Regions from separate parts of the Capra hircus genome. Here region 1 is linked to region 2. The links are chromatin contacts, called in public Hi-C maps. All regions are on one chromosome and are shown on one strand. Each heading gives the region's core, a stretch centred on a gene start, on an enhancer-like site or on the middle of the called end of the contact. The rest is flanking DNA. Distances are from core to core; before and after follow the strand shown.

Region 1 (6,244 bases), core at 2,540-5,039, 210 kb before region 2:
TTCTTTGATTCAGTGAGCATGGGCTCCAGGGACGCAGGTCTCAGTAGCTCCATGGCACGTGGGATCTTCCTGGGCCAGGAATGGAACCGGTGCCCCTTGCATTGCAAGGCAGACTCTTAATTTTCCCTGCACCACCAGGGAAGCCCAGCCTCAGTTGATTTTTACAGCCTGTTTCTTACAAACTAAATAATCCTTTTTTTGAAAAATTGATTTGCCTCCTCTCTGGAAGTCTTATCTTTAGGTGGCGGAATGCCAAATGATATGATCAGCCACACACATTGAGTCACTACGGCATCTGAGCCAGCTGTAATAATAGTGATTATTTGATTATTTATGGTCTCTGTGGAAGGTACTTTTTCTCATTTAACCCTGATAAAACCTTCAGATTTGTAGTTGAGGATACTGAGGCCTTCTTAAAGGTCATGAAGCTAATGAGTGGTGGAGCCAGTCCCCAGAGGCAAGACCCCTTAGCTTCTAAGTGCTTTTATTCACAAATTCTTGGCCTCTCTCCATCAAGTCAGGAAACTTGGGCTCATCATTATGCTGTCTGTGCTTAGCTGCTCAGTCATGTCTGACTCTTTGTGACTCCATGGACTGCAGCCTGTCAGGCTCCTCTGTCCATGCGGATTGTCCAGGCAAGAATACTCGAGTGGGTTGCCATGCCCTCCTCCAGGTGATCTTCCCGACCCAGGGATCGAACTCAGGTCTCCTGCATTGCAGGTGGATTCTTTACCAGCTGAGCCGCCAGGGAAGCCCTAGGACCATCATTAGGACTGGCCTTTAATTGGATACTGAACCTAACAAGTTTTCCTGGCACTCTGAGTTTGGGCAGGTGGATGGGACTTCAGAAATCCCATGCAGGTGTGCAAATATCAAGAGCTGCAGTGGTTGGGCTGGTCTGGCCTGTGCCCGTCCTGTTGAGAGAGACCTGCGGCTCTGAGATGCCCCCTTCAGTGACATCCCAGAGGGCAGGAACTGTCCTTGGGTAGTTCCTGCATTGCACAACTTAATTCATGTCTGTCCACGTAAGTGTGATTTACTGTCCTGGGATTCAATGGGAGCAATGTGTTTGCTAACTGATACACATAACAATGAGGGGGGAACAAAATAAATACCACATGCTCTGTTCTAGGCAAAGCTCTTTCAATTAAGTAAGACGAAATTCCAAAGACTATGAAATAAAAGTGTTTAATATAAGGAGGGTGGCTCAGTGGTAGAGAATTCACTTGCCAATGCAGGAAATGAGGGTTTGATCCTTGGTCCGGGAAGATCCCCTGGAGAAGGAAGTAGCAACCCACTCCAGTATTCTTGCCTGGGAAATCTCATGGACAGAGGAGCCTGGCGGGCTACAGTCCAGCGGGTCACAGAGAGTTGGACAGGACTCAGCGACTAAACAACAACATGGGGGGGATCACCATAATCAAACCAAAAGCAGCAGCGCAGTGGGCTAGGGCTTTTCAGAGAATATGATAGCCCTGGATAATGGAGTGTTCTCAGCCCCACAGCAGTGGGGCTCAAGAGCCAACTTTCAAGAACCTCACTCCAACCCTCCATCACACACTCACGCCCGTCTGCTTCTTTCATCCGCCTGAGCACAGGACGACCCTTAGTCTCTTCAGCTACAGCCAGATAGAACATGGGGACATCCTTGCTGCCCACACAGCAGGGACCGTGCGCCTTGTGTGAAGGGAAGCCTCAGCTCGCCCCATACTTCTTAAGTGAGGACCCACCATCTCGATCTCCACAAATAATCAGTCCCAATTCACTGCATGTATTTTGTGTGTCCGTTAAGTCTACCGGCTCCAAACCTCCTCTGGAAGCCAATGGATTCGCTATCCTGCCCACTTTCTACTGATTCTGCAGAAGGAAGGGGTGGTCTCTGGTCCCAGCAACAGCTGGTCAGAGGGGTAAAGGGCAGCTCTGGTACCAGAAACAAGAGGAAAATGGAGGGAGACTTACACTGTGGCTTATGCTTGTTTACCTGCACTAAATATCTGCAGTTAAACACATCTCATCTCTCCCAGTATTTATTTCCTTCCAAAGGCACCTCTCTCTCCTATGTGAAAAACTCACACTTGTCCTATTTATATAACACTGACTCTATTTCTCAGGAACTGACAACTCTAGCCTTAGTATGCTAAGAGCACATGCCCTGGGGGACATGTTTAAACTTTCCTAGATTAACTGATTAATAAAATGTACTGTTTTGAAATTGATTCAAAATCTCCCCTCCACACCCCCCACCGACCAGCCGTAACTACAAAGGAAGGGGGCTCCATTAACTCTTTCCCATTCAAACGAGTAAACTGAAGTCCAGAGAGGTTCACTGTCTTGTTAAAATCACAAACCAATGAACTAGGACTAAAGGTCAAGTCTCCAGATTCCTAAAGCCAGCTCCCAGTTCAGTTCAGGCTCTCAGTCGTGTCCGACTCTTTGTGACCCCATAGCCTGCTGCATGCCAGGCTTCCCTGTCCTTCACCAACTCCCAGAGTTTGCTCAAACTCATGTCCATTGAGTCGGTGATGCCATCCAACCATCTCATCCTCTGTTGTCCCCTTCTCCTCCTGCCTTCAATCTTTCCCAGCATCAGGGTCTTTTCCAATGAGTCAGCTCTTCGCATCAGGTGGCCAGAGTATTGGAGTTTCAGCTTCAGCAGCTCACATCCATCTCCCAGTACCAATTTCTGCGTGGGGGAGACATGAACGGCCCTCTGACATGCCCCCCCCAAACAAGCACATGATCTTCACCTTTTCAATTTTTCTAGGATTTTTCTCCCCACTTCCCTTTGCCCTGAAAGGCAAGACTGTCCTAAACGTTTGGCTCCAGGCTCTGGGTTTATATCTACTCCAGAAATTCTTCACCCTACTGCTAGCCCTAGGAGGCATACAAGCAGGTATTTTTCATATGTCGTCCAGTTTCCCCTCAATATTCCCAGCAGGAGTCTTGATCCAAATTATCTAGTTTATTATTTCTCTTATTGAAGTTTCTCGGAGCTGGACCTGTGTTACATTGTTTAATTGAGTTCGGAGGTAGAAAGAATAGAAATAGAAATAGAGAGGATGGCAAGTATCACTTAAAGTATTTAGAATCATATAAATCTTAAGACTAAACGAATAGATATTATTTATATCTTGGCATAGTGAATGTTTGGTATGATGAGCAAATCTTTTGAACTGAGGCATCTTTGGAACGGCCTTTATATGGTTATAGAATCTCCCACATTATCAGTCCTGCCTGCCTATGCAAGAAGTCAGAACTGAATCTGCCAGCCTCCTTTACAGCTAAGCGCAGACCTGGGCCTTAAACTTTGAGGAACACATTGGTCCATCCGGCTGTGCCCTGGAGATTGTCCAGACAGTGGGCGTGTACGCGAGGCAAGGACGGCCTTTGCCTCCGGGGGGCGGCAGTGCTTAAGTCTAAAGCACCTGAATCTCCGTTTCTCTGGTGTGAGCTGTTGTAATCCGCAACCTCCGAAAAGCAGACGTCAAGCCTGGCTTCGGGGAGCAAAGATGCTATCGGGGAAATGCCTGGGCGAGGAAAAATGGTTAAGAGTCCACCAAAGGTTTGGGAGAGCCGTGAGGGCGCGATGCGAGCCCGCCCCCGAGTAAAGACGAGAAAAGCCAGCGCTGGGTGCCCGGCAGCCTAGCGAAGGCTTGGCAAAGCCGCCGGGGGGAGTCCTCCAGCCCCAGTCGACTGTCAAGGAAGTTGCTCATCTCACAGGGCCCGAGCGTCCCTCCCGTTCCTTCTCCCCGGGATCATCGCCCGGGGGCGGGGCCGGGGGCCGCCCACGGGAGGAGGGGCCTCGCTGGCAAATGGCGCTGAATTGCCAAGCCCGGCATCTGGACACGTGGGATGCTTTCCCAATCTCGGCGCGGCCTGGGATGCTTGATCAAAGGATATTCTGTAAATAATACGGTGCCACAATAGTTACAAAGCAGGTGAGTCAGGGGAAGAGATTGCTGTTGCCCGCTCCTCTGCCTTGGCACGCTGGCCCCCCTCCCCGCAGGTGATGCGGAAGGGAGGTGGGCCTGGAGACACCTGGCACAGCGCTTCCGGCTCCGACAGTGCTGCGTGGGAAGGTGCGGGCGTCCCGCCTGGCACTTCACTCCGGATACCAGGCCTTGCCCTCCTGACCCTGCCGTGTTCCGTCCTCCCCTTCCTCCTCGTCCCCATTCCTAAGCCCTCGTTGTGTTTATCTGTATCTTCATTGTTTCCTCGGAGAGCCAATGATGGATGAACCGTTGAGCTGTTTGTCCGGTTTAGCAAACGGACTGAGCATTGAAAGAGTTGCCTTAGCTGGGAATGTCATTAAATCCAGAGAGCAGCCGGTGTAAAAACAGAGTGAAGAATACTGGGGCTCCAAGACAAACCATAAATGACTTCGTCCTGAGCTCAAGTGATTTCAGAGGTTTTAAAAAGCAGTGGTCTTCAAACTGTGGTACAAAGTCCTGGATAACTTCAGTCCAATCAGTTTCCAAAGGCTTAAATGTCCTATCTCCTGTTTTCCAAATTGACCTGCTTGAAGAAGTGCCTGTGATGGAAGGACATACCGCCTTCCCACCTGTTTCACAGCTGGGTCTCCTGCTTTAAAGATAAAAAGGCACCTTACTATGGCACATCTCCTGCAGGTGAAACAGCTTCTTGGACATCAAATCAACGGACGATTTGAAAAACCGTCAGCAAAATCTTTAATCACAGCCCCAAAGCATGCATCTCATGCATCTTTTTAAGACCTGCATTTTCAATAAGAATTTTCTTTTTGTTCTGTAATTTTTATCTTAATCAAATAGTAAAGCTTAGGATGTGTATTGTTTTGATCAACCTGCCAATAATTGAGAGATAATCTAAAAGAAAAATATTAACATTTTGATCCCAGGAAAATTTTTAAAATATTAACATACATATTTTTGTTGCAGATAATAAATGATCAATAGGACTTTCCATTATAAATATAAATTACATTAGGATAAAATTCTGTGTAGAATGATAAAATTTCAAGAAGAAAGCAATGTCAAATGTCTGATTGAATTTAAATGGAATATCTTCACGTATATAAACGCACAATGCTGTGTCAAACAACAAGAGTGTCAAAGAGTAAATTCAACTAGCTACATTTAAATGAATGACATAGAAGTTTAAAGAAAGTCAATATTTATAAAATGTCAGATATTACATTCCTCATTCCTTGAGAGTATGATGACAAATTCTGTTATATTAAAACTATATAAGGTACATAATCTTTCTAAAATATTTTTATGGGATATGTAAGCAGAATAAATTTTTTAAACACTGTTACAGGAGTCTAATAAAAAGCCTGCCACTTTGGTTTCGTAGTGAACAGTTCATTCCCCATCCATTCATTGGGTGACACTCCAGCAGAGCTCGACTGGTGTGGTAATCAGAGACAGACAGAATAGAGATCCAGCTTTTTCATCAATTCATTTTGTAACCTGTGGCAGTCAGTAAACCTGTCTATCTTTGCTCTTCATCTGTAAAATGAAACGACTGGACAACAGTTGAACAGTTGAACAGTTGAACCTGGAAGCTATCCCATCCACTCTGTCACCATATGTTTTTCTTGAATGTCTTCTGAGTTTGTCCTTCTCTTTTCTTTCTCAATCACTGTAAGTCCTTTTTGAGGTAACATAAACACAGTTGGGAGTAGGAAGGAAAACTGTTAACTATCCTGTTTCCTCTTCACTAAAGAGAACGTGCTTCTCTAAGACTTACGGAGTAGAATGAACGGGCAAGTAATCAATTCAAAGAAACTGCACAGCCTTTACGGTAATTTTTGAGACTTCATGGAGAATCCCCTAATCCTGTGAAGTGGAGACTGGTGTACATAGGATTTCCCTTGACACCATGCATTCATAACCTGGAGTCCATGATAGAATCTGAGGGGTTCAAACACTTGAGTAGAAAAAGATAAATACAGCTTAACTTCCACTAAACTTTTAGTTAAGTATTTCCTTCAATTATAGATGTAGGTAATAACCGGAGTGGTATTAGCATTACCGTTTGTTCCTGTGTCAGCCATAAAAATCAGCTTCTTGTCATAGTACAGGTCTCAAAATATCATTTATGCTCTTTACTATTGTGCAATTACGGGCACTTATTAGATTTGGCACTAGCTCCTGTTTACGAAAAGAAGCATATGTGTAACTACATACACACATGTACAAAACTATTTCTGTATAACAAAGTTTTCATATTTTGATAGCTATTTCAACATAATTTCTTCTGT
Region 2 (6,054 bases), core at 947-3,446:
GAGGAGCCTGGTGGGCTACAGTCCACGGGTTCGCAAAGAGCCGGACACGACTGAGCGACTTCACACACACACATACAACAGTCAACAAAACAGTTGTTGGTTCCAGTAACTTTACAATCTACTCTGTTGGGTGGAGGAAGACACAAATAGGTAATCATATTAATTCCGACAAAATACATTTAGGAACAAAAGTTCCGCATATAATTTTACATCTGGAGGAAATGCAAGTAAGTACTTTACCAGGATTAGCCCTGAGAGAAAATTAGTTGCAACTAGGTCGTGGGGGTAAAGAATCTATGTGACACAGGAAATGCAGATTAGATCCCTGGGTCAGGAAAATTCCAAGGCAGGAAATAGCAACCCAAACCATCGCCTGCAATGCGGGAGACCTGGGTTCAATCCCTGAGTCAGCAAGATCCCCTGGAGAAGGAAGTGGCAACCTACTCCAGTATTCTTGCCTGGAAAATCCCATGGACGGAGGAGCCTGGGAGGCTGCAGTCCATGGGGTCACAAAGAGTCCGACACAACTGATCGACTTCACTTTCCTTTCACTTTTCCAGTATTGTTGCCTGGGAAATCCCACGGACAGAGGAGCCTGGTGGGCTACAGTCCATGGGGTTACAGGGTCTGAGGTGACTGAGGAACTGGGTACACAGGTTCAGGAAACTTGGCTACTGGGAACCATCTGTTTGGGCAAAAAAATAGTTTCGCTAAAAACTTATTTTCCAATCATTTCTTTTCACTGATTTTAATCTAATTTCAATAGTCCAAATCTGAACAAATTTGTATGAAAAGGCTACCATTCATTGACCACTAGTGGTTAAGTACTTCACAAACATTACCTATGATCCTTGCTTGAAACAGTTTGTAAGACTGCTTCTATGCCCGCCTATTACAGATGAAGAAAGATGTTTTGAACAAACCTGATCTGGGCAATGCTAAACACCATAAGTGGTTCAGTGGGGGTTTGAATCTTAGCCTGAGGTCCAATCTACCACCTTTCCAGGAGCTACTCTGGCAATGAGTTTCTTGTTATTTCTGACCTACAAGCCTCTTAAATGCTGAAGAAAAATGTACTTCAAGGGCTAAGATTTTAAACCATATTACTATCTGGTTACTACAAATTTTCAGATAACTACCTACTTATTAATGAAAAAATATCAACCAAATCTTCCACCTACTTCTGTTTTGACTATGCTAAGGCCTTTGACTGTGTGGATCACAACAAACTGTGGAAAGTTCTTAAAGAGATGGGAATACCAGACCACCTGACCTGCCTCCTGAGAAATATGTATGTAGGTAAAGAAGCAACAGTTATACTTAGACATGGAACAACAGGCTGGTTCCAAATTGGGAAAGGAGTAGTCAAGGCTGTATATTGTCACCGTGCTTATTTAACTTTTGTGCAGAATACATCATGAGAAATGCCAGACTGGATGAAGCCCAAGCTGGAATCAAGATTTCCAGAAGTATCAATAACCTCAGATATGCAGATGACATAACACGTCTGGCAGAAAGCTAGAACTAAAGAGCCTCTTGATGAAAGTGAAAGAGGAGAGTGAAAAAGTTGGCTTAAAGCTCAACATTCAGAAAACGAAGATCATGGCATCTGGTCCCATCACTTCATGGGAAATAGATGGGGAAACAGTGGAAAGTGTCAGACTTTTTTAGGGGGCTCCAAAATCACTGTAGCTGGTGACTGCAGCTATGAAATTAAAAGAGGATTGCTCCTTAGAACAAAAATTATGACCAACCTAGATAGCATATTCAAAAGCAGAAATACTACTTTGCCTACAAAGGTCCATCTAGTCAAGGATACGGTTTTTCCAGTAGTCATGTATAGATGTGAGAGTTGGGCTATTAGGAAAGCTGAGCGCAGAAGAATTGATGCTTTTGAATTATGGTGTTGGAGAAGACTCTTGAGAGTCCCTTGGACTGCAAGGAGATCCAACCAGTCCATCCTAAAGGAAATTAGTCCTGAATATTCATTAGAACTGATGCTGAAACGCCAATACTTTGGCCACCTGACGCGAAGAATTGACTCACTAGAAAAGACCCTGATGCTGGGAAAGATTGAAGGCAGAAGGGGACGACAGAGGATGAGATGGTTGGATGGCATCACGAACTCAATGGACATGAGTTTGAGTAAACTCCGGGAGTTGGTGATGGACAGGGAAGCCTGGAATGCTGCTGTCCATGGGGTCGCAAAGAGTCAGACACGACTAAGCGACTGAAACGAATTCAAAGCTTCCACCTTTCAGTTATTGCTTCCCGCGATAAACAATACTTAGCATCAAGAATTTTCACAACTGGCGGTAGACTGGGAAGAAACAGACGCTAGAAAAGGACGCACAAACCCGTAACTTCTGAGAGAAAACGCTTCGCGTACGGTTTCAACGTTTAACAGAAATAAGATCCCTGCATAGAGAAGGTAAGGCGGCCAACACGCCGTAAACACAGAAGTTGAACCACCCCCTCACTTCCGGAATGATCGGTGCAGCGGATATACGTCATCGCGGGGAGCCAGGACTTCCGCCCTGCGCGACGCATTAAAAGGCATCCGGGAAGCTCCATTTCCCGTGCGTTTACGCCTGAGCTTGAGTAGACTGGAGTTTTCGGAGGAAGTTTTTCTGGCTATTAAATCTTGCCTGCGCCGGCCCCTCACCTTGGTCGTCCGTTAAGAGTGCTAACGTTTGGGCCAGAGCGCTGGAGGAGACGGGGACTTGCCCCTCAGCGTCGCCAGTTTTGTCCGGTCCCGTTTTTCTTCCGCAAGGCCGTGTCAGTTTCTGGAAACTGCCCGTTTCGCCGGGGTCGGTTTTTCCTGGACAGCTGCGGGCTCTTAATTTTCCGTCTTTCTGAGTAGAAGCTGAGAGGGCTCTTCCTGGGCCCCGGGCGGCTGTGCAGCCGGGCGGGGAAGACTTGGAGTGAGAAGCCGCCCGCGACGCCGAGGACACAGCTCCCTCATGGGAGTCCAGGGGCTCTGGAAGCTGTTGGAGTGCTCCGGGCGGCAGATCAGCCCGGAGACGCTGGAGGGGAAGATCCTTGCCGTGGGTATCCTTTACACTGGGGATGCTCGGTGGACGCCAGGGTTGTTTTTTTTTAATCGAAGGATAACTGCTTTACAGAATTGTGTTGTTTTCTGTCAGACATCAACGTGAGACGCCAGGGCTTTTTGCTGTCAGTTTTGCTGGGGCGCAGAGCGGCGTTGGAGGGGCGGCCCGGGGGAGTCTCAGGCCGGGGAGGAGTAGCTATAGGATCTTCCTCAGGACGCTTCCTTTCTAAGTGTCTCATTTTCTTCCGCTTTGCAGTCAGAGCTCCCTGGATTGGAGTCTTAGGCCCAACGCTCTGCGCCTCTCTACAGTTCTTTCATCTGGGAAGTGGAGGTGATAACAGTCTCTACACACAGAGTTGGTGGGAGGAATAAAGGGAATATTTAAATGAAAGGAGTTTAGAAATAGTGTCTGGCACTGTTAATATTGCAAATCCTGAAGATGTTATTCTGGCTGGGAGGTCAGCCTAGAGAAAATGAAGTCGACTTCCTACCAGTAGTTTTGCCAGCGGTCCTGAGTCTTGCCCGTTTATATTTGTGAGAGGAAGAAAAACGTTGTGGACATGTGTTTTACATTTTCTTTTTTTTAAGTAGCTTTTACTGTGTTTTTTTTTTTTTTTTTGTTACTGTTTTTGGAATAGGAAATTCGTATGGTACAACACCGCAAAGATTTCAAAAGGTGTACCGTGCGTTATTTTCCTCGTTTGTGTGCGTGTTTGGCTGGTTTTGTCTTTAGAATTAGATGTTGTTTCCTAATTACGGGAACAAGTGAAAGCTGTTTCTGAAGTTTTAGTGTTTTTATTTGTTAGGCATTCTTCATTATCTTTCTGTTTTTATCTTTCTTTTCTTTTTCTGAGTGTCTTTTCTGTTCCAGAAGCTGGTGGTACCTTCCACCAGTTCCCTAAGTTGGGACATATGAGCCTAGGAGCTCCATGCTTTGTGGAGAAGACAGTCCTGCAGTAATTGCTGTGGTAAATGCGCTGTCAGGGGTTGGGGATTCAGCAGGAGGAGCCATTCATTGACTTTGGTTGGAGACAATTCATATGTAATGGAACAGTGATAATTTTTTTTTGGTAAGGCAAGACGATGATAATGATTACACGTTTTTTGCAATGTGGTTAATTTAAAACACATCCGTAATGAATGGTGGGTTAAAAGTTTTGTGCCTGATAACCTTGTGGCAGAGGTTTGTGTTTTGTTTTTTTTTTGAAGCACACGTGCTGTGGCCGCCCTCTAGTGGTTCCTTAAACCATTGCTTCCTGAAGGTTTTCTCCATGGAACTATTAATATCTATCCATAGGAATGAAAGCAGTATCCAGTGTCAGGATCCCTTAAAACGTCAGCAAAAGTTTGAATCAGTTTACATTCCAGTCCATGTGAGAAATTAATAATTTGTAAAATGTATTCAGGTTTTTTGGTTTTATTTGTTAATGAAGAAATTACCCTTGGCATACTAGGTTCATAATTTATTCTTGAATCCCTGAAATAAATTGTTTGGTCTTTTTACCATTTCCAGCTGAGTGTCTTGTTTATTTATACAGTATAAATGTTTGTGTCAAATAATAAAGAATTAATAATTAAACTTTTGTCTTTTATGGACCTTACTTAAAAGTAAAATACACTTAACTCTATTATTAACAAAATATTACACTCTGTGTAGGCCCCACCTGCAATGTGGGGGCCTGGGTTTGATTCCTGGGTTGGGAAGATCCTCTGGAGGAGGGCATGGCAACACATTCCAGTATCCTTGCCTGGAAAATCCCTGTGGACAGAGGAGCCTGGTGGTCTTCAGTCCATGGGGTGGCACAGAGTCAGACATGACTGAGCGACTAAGCACAGCATGTTTAATAGCCTGTGTTTCAGAAGGTTCATATCTAGTTCCAAAGGATAGCAGAGTTGAGAGCTCCCGATCTGAAATTAGATTTCCCATTCCCTGGTCGCTCAGATCGCAAAGAATCTGCCTGCAGTCCTAGAGACTCAGGTTCAGTTCCTTTGTTGGGAAGATCCCCTGAAGAAGGGAATGGCTACCCACTCCAGTATTCTTGCCTGGAGAAATCTATGGACAGAGGAGCCAGTCCATGAGGTAGCAAAGGGTCCAACACAACTCGGTGACTTAACGCTTCATAAAATTGAATGAGTTAGGTAGAAACTTTTTCCATCTAATACAGTGGTGTAGCAACTGGAACAAGCCAATTAGAAATCGACCCAGTATGATACAGAACTAAGCCAACACCTAATCGTACTTCCAGGATGGACCCTTTAGCTGACATCTTGTTCTCACCACTGCATTCTGCTTTCACTCTGCCTATTGTAACGTTTAAAGCAGGTTTCCTTGTATTGATATTTCATTCATCACTTGGCCACCGGCGTGAGCCTTCAGTGACATCCTTCCAGTGACCACAGATACATCACGTCCTCTCCCTGCTCCCCTTGCACCTGCCACGTTGTCCTTGAACAGAACACATTTCTGGTCGAGGGCATTTGTGTTAGCTGTACCTCCAGCCTCACTGTCTTCTCTCATTTGCTCAGATCTCTGTTGCTTCTTTGGACGGGCCTTCCCCGTCTAATGTAGTCCCTGTTGGCTCAGATAGTAAAGAATCTGTTTGCAATGCAGGAGACCTGGATTTGATCCCTGGGTTGCAAAGATCCCCCCTGGGGCGTGAGCACCCTGGTGCAAAGACAGGGAGCTCTTTTTTTTTTTTTTTAATTTTAATTTTTTTATGGATCTCAGTTTTTGCTTGTGTCAAGTATGCAGTGACTTGTGAAGTAGCAGGTGGACATGTCAACTCAGTCATCCATTCTGGGGTTAGGAGAGCTCTGGGTCAGAGGTCCATGCCTGGAGTGGGGGCCTGTGGGGGCTGTAGTTGCAGGGGGGGCAGAGGTAGCCTGGATGGACACTGCAGACAGGAGGAAAGGAGAGGGCCTGAGAACCCCCATCATGGAAGTGAGCATTCTGATGGTGGGCCAGGGGAGTGGGCAGAGGGATCCAGGGAATGCAGCAGAAG

The links. Hi-C and Micro-C count contacts between places; a contact is called where the count stands out from the background.
Region 1: a contact with region 2 is called in a Hi-C map of blood, with 5 times the contacts expected there. The contact joins the enhancer-like site here to the promoter of ERCC5 in region 2. A contact is called at or near these places in 2 of 5 Hi-C or Micro-C datasets (both in blood).

The regions. Positions count from the first base shown.
Region 1 is chr12:7,428,241-7,434,484 of ARS1.2, reverse strand. No RefSeq gene overlaps it. Among named protein-coding and RNA genes, the nearest start is that of TPP2, 4.3 kb to the right of the region's middle. Within about 2 kb of position 3,789, at least 5 of the 5 cell types and tissues checked have an H3K27ac peak or open chromatin away from gene starts, as enhancers often do.
Region 2 is chr12:7,219,775-7,225,828 of ARS1.2, reverse strand. It overlaps ERCC5 (DNA repair protein complementing XP-G cells), which reads left to right and starts at 2,196. Exons shown (of 15, transcript XM_013968375.2): 1 at 2,196-3,051. The coding sequence starts at 2,964.